Regions from separate parts of the Mus musculus genome. Here region 2 is linked to region 1. Evidence: chromatin contacts called from public HiChIP or PLAC-seq data. All regions are on one chromosome and are shown on one strand. The core of a region is the stretch at or near the end of the contact, and the rest is flanking DNA. Distances in the headings are between cores, read along the strand shown. Region 1 overlaps Spryd7 (SPRY domain containing 7). Region 2 has its middle 32 kb from the start of Dleu7.

What was found. HiChIP or PLAC-seq counts read pairs in DNA pulled down with a chosen protein or histone mark.
Region 2: an H3K27ac HiChIP or PLAC-seq map of heart atrium shows a contact between it and region 1, with 9 times the contacts expected there. The contact joins two enhancer-like sites. A contact is called at or near these places in 2 of 15 datasets of contacts at CTCF or cohesin (large pre-B cells and pro-B cells), 1 of 484 Hi-C or Micro-C datasets (bone marrow-derived macrophages), 4 of 115 datasets of contacts at active chromatin or transcription factors (embryonic stem cells, heart atrium, large pre-B cells and 1 more) and 1 of 9 other capture datasets (embryonic stem cells).

The regions. Positions count from the first base shown.
Region 1 is chr14:61,528,204-61,533,808 of GRCm38.p6, forward strand. Spryd7 (SPRY domain containing 7) reads right to left here. Exons shown (of 5, transcript NM_025697.4): 5 at 3,648-5,605. Among named protein-coding and RNA genes, the nearest start is that of Spryd7, 26 kb to the right of the region's middle. Within about 2 kb of position 2,973, at least 15 of the 459 cell types and tissues checked have an H3K27ac peak or open chromatin away from gene starts, as enhancers often do. A contact at or near this core is called in heart atrium, where this site is marked.
Region 2 is chr14:62,257,812-62,263,883 of GRCm38.p6, forward strand. No RefSeq gene overlaps it. Among named protein-coding and RNA genes, the nearest start is that of Dleu7, 32 kb to the right of the region's middle. Within about 2 kb of position 1,495, at least 22 of the 459 cell types and tissues checked have an H3K27ac peak or open chromatin away from gene starts, as enhancers often do. A contact at or near this core is called in heart atrium, where this site is marked.

The DNA of each region.
Region 1 (5,605 bases), core at 1,723-4,222:
TTTATATATAGACACTTTGTCCTGTCCTGGGTTTGCAACTGAACACTTTTGTAATTTGTAAAGATTTGGACAAACTCTCTGTAGCGTGGCTTCTTGCTTCACAACTCAGTTTTAAAACTGTGTTTGAGGCTAGAAATGTGGTTCAGTGGTGGAATATTTGCTCAGCATGCATGAGGCATGGATCCAGTCTCCAACACTCCAGACAAAACAACTGCCTTCTAGCCTTGGATGGAACAATTCTATTCCTTAACAGCGTAAAAGTAACAGCAGCGCCTCTGCCTCTAAATATTCCTCTTTATTGGGGGTTTCTGGTGGCTTAGTTCTCAGCAACCCAGACAAATACTGAAGTGCTTATTTACATATTAGAGGAGACACTGCCAGTCTCCCAGCAGCCCTCAGAACCTGTGGCTCCTCCCAGCTCTTCTCACCCTAATCCCTACTCTCAGCCTTTTCTTAGCTCCATTTCCTTGGTGTGGGACTCCTCTCTTCATCTCCCTCCCAGTCTCTCCTCTCGTGGTCCTGTTTAGTGTGCCGGCCATGTTCATCCTGGACTCCTCTCTGCCTGTTTTCTCCGATACCTACAATAAAAATCTTCTCTGCACTTTAGGAGTGGTCATGTCCACCTCCTTTTATTTCATTTTTTAATTCAAACATGCGTTTGGGTGCATGTGGAAGACAGAGGTCAATCATGGATGGCATTCCTCAGACAATATACACCTTGGTTTTTAAAGCAAGGACCTGGGGCTTATTGATCTGACTAAGCTGGCCAGCCAGAGAGTCTCAGAGATCCTCCAGTCTGTGGCTCCCCACCGCTAGGATCGTAGATGAGTACTGCTTTGATGTCTTTTAAACATGGGTGCTAAAGATGGAACTTGGGTTCTCAAGTTTGCACGGAGAGCACTTCATTAGTGAATTACCTCAACCCCTACACACTATTTTATTTTATTGAGGCAGGGTCTCACTATGTTGCTCCAATTGACCTAGACTTCACTATGTAGACCAGGCTGGCTGATCTCACAGCAATCCACCTGCCTCTGCCTTATGAGTGCTAGGATTAAAAACATATGGTAGCACACCTAGCTCTTTTTTATTCTTTTTATTTATTTGAATGTGTATACAAGTAAGAACAGGTGCCCATGGAGGCCAGAAGAGAGTGTTGGATCCCTTAGAACTGGAAATATAGGCCATTGTGAGTCACTCAGCATGGGTGCTGACACCCAACATGGGTGCTGAGAACTTAACTCCGATGCCCCCAAGGGCAGTACATGCTCTTAACCACTGGTCCATCTCTCCAGCCCCAACTATTCCTACCTTAAAGCCCAAGATTTGCCACTTGTTTAGTTTCAGGAATTTGTTAAGCAAACTTTAAATTCACTCCTTTCATCAACATACACTGTGAAAGTGAATCCTGACTGTCAACCTGATTGGAGTAAGAAACGAGGGCATTAATGCAGCACATTGTTTGCTGAGTCATCCAGAGAGCAGTCGAAGGGGAAGCGCCTGCCCTGAATGTGGGGGGCAACACCCCGTGGGCTGGAGTCCTGGGCTGGATAAAGAGGAAACCACCTGCTGAGCACCAGTACACCCCTTTCTCTGTTTCCTGGTTCTCTGAAATGTGGAAGATCAACTTGTACTCATATGGCATTGCCAAGAGCCTTCTTGCTCCCCGCCTCCCTGCCGGGATGGACTGAACCCTCAAACGTGACCCCTCCTCTCTGTTTTTGTCTGATATTTGTCATAGCGTCTAGAAAAGGCACTAATATACTCATAGGCTCTCACAGGTCTGCTCAGAATCTTTCTCAGTCTTGACACCCAGATGGAAAGAAGTGGCTCCCACTCCTTTCAACCACTTTAGATCCCCAACCCCATCCCCGCCACCACCCCCTCCCCCCGATTTTCACTGGAAATGCCATTAAGTCAAGTCCAGAAAGAAAAAAGCTGGGAAATAGGTTTACTGTTTTGTCACTTAAAGTGGTTGGGGAGATTCTTTGCTTAGTTTACAAATTTTTTTCCTAATTGTGTTCAATGGACACTTTGGATGATCATTACAACTTGTACTGGTAGCTTCGGGACCTCTCCCTGAAAGTCAAAGCACATGGGAGATCATCACATGCCACTTCTACATTGCTCTGACCAAAATACAGTTAAAAAGGTGGAATTACTCACTTGGGCTCATGGTTTTAGAGGGTTCCCTTCATCATGGTGGAAGGGCTCAGCCAGACCAAGGAGGGTAGTTCACTCATGGGGCAGGAAGGAAGCAGAGACAAGTGGGGAAAGGACAGCAAGGCTCAGCCCATGACACTTCCCTTCCAATGTGACCTGCTTCTTCTGACTAGGCCCTGCCTTCTGCTTCACCCATCCCAATAATATAATCATTTATGACTCCACCTGGTGACTAATTCACTCGGTAGGTCAGAGGCCTTGTGATCTATGTTCTCTGGAAACGCCCTCACAGACACTTCCACAGGTGTGCTTTGCCAATGTCCTAGGCATTTCTCAATTCAACCAAGCTGACAAGACTAACCATCACAGAGTTGTGACTCCTGTTCCAAACACTTCACTTGTCACCTCTGTCTCTGCTCAAAGATGAGAACTACTTTCCTAAATAACTTTCACTTCAAAACAGAATAAAATTTTGTTTTTTGTTTTGTTTTGTTTTTCAAGGCAGTGTTTCCCATGGCTATCCTGGAACTCACTCCTTAGAGTAAGCTGGCCTCAAACTCAGAGACCTGCCACCACTGCCCAGCTTCAAACAGGATAAATCTCAGTATCAGAAGTCCTGGTATAGATTCTTGTTTCCTTAATTTCCTAGGACTTACCAAAGCCCTGAATGAAACAGGATTATAATTTTAGAAGACACTTAGCATGACCTATGTCATCAAGGATTTTGGGATAGTTATCTTGCCTGTGCAGACACTGTGTATGCTTCTGTTGTGTTCTGGATATTGTGCTGACAGGACAGGCCTGCTCCTACCTCAGCTGACCCCTAGAGATAGATAGCAGCTCTTCCTGCCAGCAGCATGTACTTTCCATGCAAACTAACCAGAGGGCCTACCTTCTGTATTACACTCTAGGACAATATTCTTTGTCCTGATCACCCCTTGACTAGGCAACAACAAGGGACAATGCTAACAGCCCAAGACTGCTAACATTATTCAAATTAGCTAATCCTAATCTACCTAGGAGAACACACAAAAGCATTTCTCCTCTAACACACCTTTTTCTTCATTCTCTCTGCCTTGAAGTGCTGGGCACTGGTCCCTGAGCTGCACATATGCCTGTAAACAACTTACCACAGACCTCCACCCTTAGCCCTGCACTGCTCTCTATTTCATGGATGGCCACCATTCCCTGATCTGCTGACCTTGCCGTGTGCTTTGCTTTCAACATGCCCCCAACAGCCGTTAGGAAGTAGATCCCCAGAGTGCTGGTGCCAGAGGTAAAACCTGACAGGAGGCATCTGGGCTGTGAGGCAACTACCACTGTGAATGGATCGATGCTGTTTTGGCAGTGGGTCTGCCTATTCTACCCTCCCAAGGCAGTCAAGAATAAACTTTTTTTTTTTTCCAAATGACAAATCACCATATGCCCGAGCACAATCATAATTGTCCTTCATGGAATACACTGTGCAAATCAGATGCCTGTATGGACCTTTTGATGCTTTATTTCTAGTTGCTCTTTTATAATGAAAAATGTAGAATACTACAGAATACTATTCAGATGTAAATAAAATCATTATGTTTACAGGTTAAGTAGATAGGAAGATCATATTGAGTAAGGTAACTCAGACCCAGAAAGACAAATGTCACATGTTCTCATTTACTGAAGGCTCCTAGTCCTCATCCCTCCGTGGAACTTTTCTTTGCAACAGATCCATTTTAACGATCCACTTACAACAGAGACCATGACACAAACTCGTAACAATCGAAATGCAGAGTTGTGGAACACAGTCCCAAGGGATACATCTACAAGACAACTCCCACGCCTAGGGGTCAGGGAACACTGTAGAAAAGGGAGTAGAAAGACTGTAAGAGCCAGAGGATCAGGGAGTTTGCTCTCAGACTGTGTCTCCTAGTAATGTCAGAATCTATACCCTGAAAGTCTCATTAACATGACTAAGGGGCTGGAGAGATGGCTCTGCAGTTAAGAGCACAGACTGCTCTTCTGAAGGTCCAAAGTTCAATTCCCAGCAACCATATAGTGGCTCACAACCATCTGTAATGGGATCTGATGCCCTCTTCTGGTGCCCTCTTCTGGTGTGTCTGAAGACAGCTACCGTGTACTCATGTAAATAAAATAAATCTTTAAAAAGAAAAGAGAAGAGAAGAAAAGAAAGCTATAAATACAAAGTGCTTTAAAAAACAAAAAACAAACAAACAAAAAAACATGTCTGACTACACCTGAGCTGAACAAGGACAACAACAGGCCAAAGTGGACAAGGGAAAGACCAAGTGACCTCAAACCTACACAAAGAATGACAGACAACTAAGGAATGCAGAGTGAGAGAAACAGTCCTCTCCAGGGAAGAGGACACCATTACAAAATGGTGAGCCCTGTGCACACGCACAGACGAGCTAACATTATGCAGACTGAGCAGATTACATTTAGGAATATACATGTATATACATGTATGTATGTATATGTATACATGTATATACATGTATACATGTAACAACTATTAATAAAAAAAGAAGCCATGAATTCGAAAGAGAACTAGGAGGGTTATATGGGAGGAAAGGGAAGAGGGAATAAATAACATGTGATTATAACATTAAAATTAAAAGAAAAATGGTAAGAAATATATACTGCATACATGTATAAGACTGTGAATGAATAAATACAATATCAGAAAAAGAAAAGAATGTGATGATTTAAAAAATAGCTTTTACAAATATAAACAAGAGTTTGGGATTGGTCAGATGGCTCAGCCATTAAAAGCACTTGCTACTCTTGCAGAGGTCAGGACCCACACTAGACAGCTCACAACTGCATGTAACTCCAGCTTGGTGATCTGATGCACTCTTTAGACTTTGGGTACCTACATGCTGCAGATATACACATACACATAGACATAAATAAAAAAATCTAAAAACATAACAGATGGATGTACTAAGATCACTAAAAGCAGTATACTGAAATTAGAGAATTCTCTTTTCCACATAGATCTATCCAGCTAGCCTCCTCTGTATTTTGAGACAAGGAACATTACAGTACATAGTCTAGTCTGGCCTTAAATTTGTGAGCCTCCTTCCCTGATCTCTCAAGTGCTAGGTTACTGTCTTGTGCCACCACACCCAGTTAAACATGTTGTGAATCAAAATTACTAAAATAGAAAGTCAGATGAAAGTCAATAAATAACATATATAGTCTGAATTCTATATATCTTCAGAGGTAAAATGTGGGTTTATGTAAATATGTTTGCGAAGCACATAACCAAATGTAGTCTACTAAATAACACATAAGCATTGTGCAGAACTCCATAGCTTCTGGAATTAAAACCAGCCTGCCTTAAATCTCGAGACATTTTACCTGCTTAGTCTAGTATGCACAGGGTCCAGAATACACCCCTGACCTGAGTCTCTACTGCATAAGTCTGGGCTGGGTC
Region 2 (6,072 bases), core at 245-2,744, 730 kb after region 1:
CTTCATTTTTAACAGAAAAAAATAAATCAATAGAGCCAGACATAGGATGCCAAGCTGTGACCCCAAGCAGTTAGGAGACTGAGGCAGGAGGACTGTAAATCTGAGGCCAGCTGAAGCTATGTAGTGAGATGCTGTCAAACGATAAATAATAACTACGACAAAAATAGGACCTGTGAAAATGAAGATGGAGAAGTCACAAAGAAAATCCTGTGTACTATCCTGGGTAACATGTTAAATTAAAGGGCAGTTTAGAGATACATGCCTTTAATCCCACCAGTGAGAAAACTGAAGCAGTAGGATTGCTATGACTTCAAGGTAGCCTGAACCATATAGCAATACTGTGCCCCAACCCACACACACACAATTGATTAAAAAGCACCACAGAAAAAATATTATGTTAAGGACATTTCTTAAAGTGGGACTAATTCCCAGACTCTCTGTCAATTCTGCACGTCTGGAACTTGTCTGATTACTTGACTACTCTGAGTATGGTAATGATGATAGCAGTTTGATGGACAGTCGGATGATAAAGCTCGGCCAGTCTTCCTCGCCAGCTCCTTGTCCCTGGAAAGTATTAATCAGTGAAGTTTTTGCCTTGGAGCAGACATGTTGAAAGGAAACCCTGAGAACGTCATTTCCCAGCTTGAGGAAGAGCGAACTTCACTCAATCTATTCCAGAAAGCATGGGCACCTGGGAACTGAACATTTCTTTCCATCAGAGCCCAATAATGATCTCGTTAGGAGTGCTGCGTGCACTGGGGGTGATAAACCAAGCTGTGGTCTAAACTACTGCATAATTTTCACTCTACTTCACACTGGACACAATGACCTCATCTGTCAAACTATCAACTGACTGATTAAATGAAGTAAGAAAATAATCCTAGCTGGTCTCAGATAGTGAGAGTTCAGCTGCCCAAGGGATTGAGGTTTCCTGCGAGTTTGATCTAGACATCAGTTGGCCAGCCTGCACTCCATCTTCAGTCTGCCCAGGAAAGGCCACTCAGGCCAAGGGAGAATTCTCCACAGAGCCTTTAACCCAAAATGGAGAAACTTAGCCCAAATCATTTTTCTCACTTCGGGGTAGATCCTGGGGCAGTCTGACCTGAAAGCTCCCCGCCACCCACCCAGATGCCAGCTGAGAGCTCTCCCCAAGGGTATTTAAAGCCTAGGTGTACAAGGACAGAAAGTCTATGTTCAGTGAGAAAAAAAAAATCAGGCAAATAAAGTTTGCTTAGAAGAAAACAAAAAGTGCAGTAACTTTTCAGGAAAAAAACCTGCCAACGGCCTTGAGAGCTTCTTGTGACAGGATGTTCTACTGGGTGACCCTCTAAGCTGACAGCTGCAGAACAGATCTGTGACACCAGCAGCTGCCTCAGGACGGGGGCAGCAGTTGACCCCCCGCTTGCTGGTTTTATTATCTTGAGTTCCAGGAGAGCCTCTCTGCAGCTGGCTGCTGGGGAAGAGAAGTGGCTGGTGATCCTCCACCAGCTCATCCTCTCACTTTCTGGAAGCTCCCCTTGGAAATGGAGGCCTCACTCCCTGGAGAACATGCTGTTGTGTGGTGCCAGACTCTGCCCCAGACACTCTCCAGCTGGGTCTACAGACTCTCGTTCTCGTCTTCCGGCAGTGAGCTCCGCCGTCACGCTTCACAAGAAGCTAACACTGGTTCTGACATCGATCCAGAGTTCTGAGCTCTTACAGAACAGCCAGTTCAGTAAAGCACAACACTTCTTACAACCAACTATTGCCTTTGCCTGCTAAAAGAAGGGAACATTATGACAACAGAAAAAAAAAAAAAGTCAGGAAATGTAAGCACACGTGTCTTAGAAAGAAAGTGGTGGAGCCTTCTCAGTGTAGTTAGATCTCAGGGACAACTGTTCTGTGTCCCCAGCCCTTGTGGTCCAGAAGGCAGAAGACTACATCAGGATGCAGCCCCATCCACCCACTGCATTAGGGGAAAATCCACAGAGCTCTTCTTGCACCAGGGGCTGTTGGGGGCATTCCATTGCTTGCTGTGCATACAATCTGTCACCACCCATAGCTCAGTGGTGTGTGGTTTGAAGGAACCTTAGATTGGATTCAACTGTTGGGAAGTTTTTGGTATATTTAAAAGTTTTACAAATTTTATATTAAGTACCCCTAAGAAGCCCATCTCTTTACAGCCCCATGGAAAAGAGTTTAATGATGTTTGCCTTTCAATGACCCCAAAAGTCTATAAATAGTGTGACTGAGAAAGGATTTTGAACATTCTAAAATAACAGGGGTCAGAGGAAGCCTTGAGATGAATAGGCTTCATGCAGGAAGGTGTGTGTGTGTGTGTGTGTGTGTGTGGAGTGGTATGTATGTGTGTAGTGGGTATGTATGTGTGTAGTATACTATGATGTACATGTAGTACATAGTGTGTGCATGCAGTGTGTGTTATGTTTGTGTGTTTGTTGTATATGTTGTATGTGGTATATTTGTATATTGTGCATATGAAGTGTGTGTGTGTATTTTTGTGTATGTGTGTGCACATTAAAGCATGTAAGTACCTATACACATGTATATGTGGTACCTATGTTTTTACATGTATAACTGGTGTGTGTGTAGTGTGGTATATGTGTATATATGTTTGTGTGCACAGTACGTTATGTGTGTGAATTTGTATGTGCTATGTTTGTGTTTTGTGCATATGAAGAGTGTGTATTTGTGTGCACATTAGTGTGCCTACATGCATGTGTGTATGTGGTACATGTGTTTTTACATGTATAAGTGTGTGTGTGTGTGTGTGTGTGTGTGTGTGTGTGGTGTGAGCTGGAAGGAGCACAAGGGTAAGTCCTGCTTTTGTTAGGTCTCTCAAACTTCATTTAGTTTCTCTGACCTGAGTAGAGGAGCTCTGTACTTCAGGACTTTCATCAAAGACATCAGCAGGAAAGGTGAACCCAAACTGAAAAAGCTTAGACAGAAACTGGATGTTAAGAACTCAGCCTGCAAAGTACCAGGGGAAAGAGGAAGAGGGCATGGAGAAGAGGCCAAGCCCATCTACTTGGAACAAGCCCTCTGGCCGGCCCACAGACCACACACTCTCCTGAGTAGAGCCACATATGTGCTCTCCTGTAGGCAGAATTCCTATCTGCTTAACAGAAATGCTTACAATTGGCTGGGATCTCCAAAGAACTGTGAGGGTTGGCATGTCTGAGGGAAGTCTCTTCACTTAAGTGTTCCCATCATGGACACCTGTGTTTGGCTAGGGTGCCTTGTCAGGGCCACGTGGCTCTGGATGCTGAGCTGAATGTGTGGAGAGACACCTCCTATAATTGTTTTAAGGTCACAGAAGGAGGTGACTGAAAAGGGATTGATGAAAATGGGGCTGGCACCAGTTGAAAGATGACTACAGCATTCACTTCTGACTTCAGCAGCAGAGCCCTCTTTAAATGGAAATGCTAAGTGAAAATCATTTAAATGATAAGCTTGGTGGCCTGATCGCAGGAGAGAATGATCACTGGAGCTGAATTTAAAAATGTATGTATTTCTTATTAATTACATCTAATTTCTCTCTAAGGTTAGACTGAAACAGAACCTCTAGGAGCTTTCTTCTCATTACTTACTTTCTTTAACATGAACATCGAAAGGGTTTTTTTTTTTAACTTTTAAGTAAATATTTTTAATTTAACCTAATTTAATAATGTATTTAATAATTAAATAATTAATAAATTACAATAAAATTAATATAATTTAAGTAAGTAAAAAAAAATTTTTTAAGTTAGAAATTACTTATATTAAAAAGCCTAGATTCCATGGTGGGCGCCATCTTCAGCTCCAGATAGCCGGCCACCTTCCTGGTGAGAGCACGGGGGTCTGCCAGGCCTGAGAGGTTTGTGGCACAGGCGCCGGCGGGAGCCTTCTTGGCTCCGGGACTCCGCGGAGCACGGGTGACCGTGTGGAATACAGAGTGCCAGCCGTTTCTGGGACGGGCGAGAGTCGCAGAGCTTCTGGGCGGCGCCATCTTCAGCTCCAGACAGCCGGCCACCTTCCTGGTGAGAGCATGGGGGTCTGCCCGGCCTGAGAGGTTTGTGGCACAGGCGCCGGCGGGAGCCTTCTTGGCTCCGGGACTCCGCGGAGGGCAGGCTGCACGGGTGACCGTGTGGAATACAGAGTGCCAGCCGTTTCTGGGACGGGCGAGAGTCGCAGAGCTTCTGGGCGGCGCCATCTTCAGCTCCAGACAACCAGCCACCTTCCCGGCAAGAGCCACAGAGCTTCTGAGGCAGTGCCATCCTCAGCTCCAGACGGCCGGCCTCCTTCCGGACAAGAGCCACAGAGCTTCTCAGGCGGCGACATCTTCGACTCCAGACAACTGGCCACCTTCCTGGCCAAAGCAACACAGCTTCTGGGAAAGATCCTGTTTTGGGCCTTCACCTTCAGCCAGGAGGAGGTCCAAACACCAGATAACTGTACACCTTCCCTGAAAGAGGAGAGCTTGCCTACAGAGACTGCTCTGACCACTGAAACTCAGAGAAGAGAGCTTGTCTCCCACGCCTGCTGATAGAGGGTAACAAAATCAACAGAGGAACAATCTCTTAACAAAGACAACTATAACAACTAACTCCAGAGATTGCCAGATGGCGAAAGGTAAACGTAAGAATCCTACTAACAGAAGCCAGGACCACTCACCATCATCAGAACCCAGAACGCCCACTTCGCCCAATCCAGGACACCCTAACACACCTGAAAAGGTAGACCTGGATTTAAAAGCATATCTCATGATGATGGTAGAGGACATAAAGAAGGAATTCAATAACTCACTTAAAGAAATACAGGAGAACACTGCTAAAGAGTTACAAGTCCTTAAAGAAAAACAGGAAAACACTGCTAAAGAGTTACAAGTCCTTAAAGAAAAACAGGAAAACACAACCAAACAGGTAGAAGTCCTTATAGAAAAACAGGAAAACACATCCAAACAGGTGATGGAAATGAACAAAACCATACTAGACCTAAAAAGGGAAGTAGACACAATAAAGAAAACCCAAAGTGAGGCGACGCTGGAGATAGAAACCCTAGGAAAGAAATCTGGAACCATAGATGCCAGCATCAGCAACAGAATACAAGAGATGGAAGAGAGAATCTCAGGTGCAGAAGACTCCATAGAGAACATCGGCACAACAATCAAAGAAAATGGAAAATGCAAAAAGATCCTAACTCAAAACATCCAGGAAATCCAGGACACAATGAGAAGACCAAACCTACGGATAATAGGAGTGGATGAGAATGAAGATTTTCAACTAAAAGGACCAGCAAACATCTTCAACAAAATTATTGAAGAAAACTTCCCAAATCTAAAGAAAGAGATGCCCATGATCATACAAGAAGCCTACAGAACTCCAAATAGACTGGACCAGAAAAGAAATTCCTCCCGACACATAATAATCAGAACACCAAATGCACTAAATAAAGATAGAATACTAAAAGCAGTAAGGGAAAAAGGTCAAGTAACATATAAAGGCAAGCCTATCAGAATTACACCAGATTTTTCACCAGAGACTATGAAAGCCAGAAGAGCCTGGACAGATGTTATACAGACACTAAGAGAACACAAATGCCAGCCCAGGCTACTATACCCAGCCAAACTCTCAATTACCATAGATGGAGAAACCAAAGTATTCCACGACAAAACTAAATTCACCCATTATCTCTCCACGAATCCAGCCCTTCAAAGGATAATAACAGAAAAAAAACAATACAAGGACGGGAACCACGCCCTAGAAAAAACAAGAAGATAATCCCTCAACAAACCTAAAAGAAGACAGCCACAAGAACAGAATGCCAACTTTAACAACAAAAATAACAGGAAGCAACAATTACCTTTCCTTAATATCTCTTAATATCAATGGACTCAATTCCCCAATAAAAAGACATAGACTAACAGACTGGCTACACAAACAGGACCCAACATTCTGCTGCTTACAGGAAACCCATCTCAGGGAAAAAGACAGACACTACCTCAGAGTGAAAGGCTGGAAAACAATTTTCCAAGCAAATGGTCTGAAGAAACAGGCTGGAGTAGCCATTCTAATATCGGATAAAATCGACTACCAA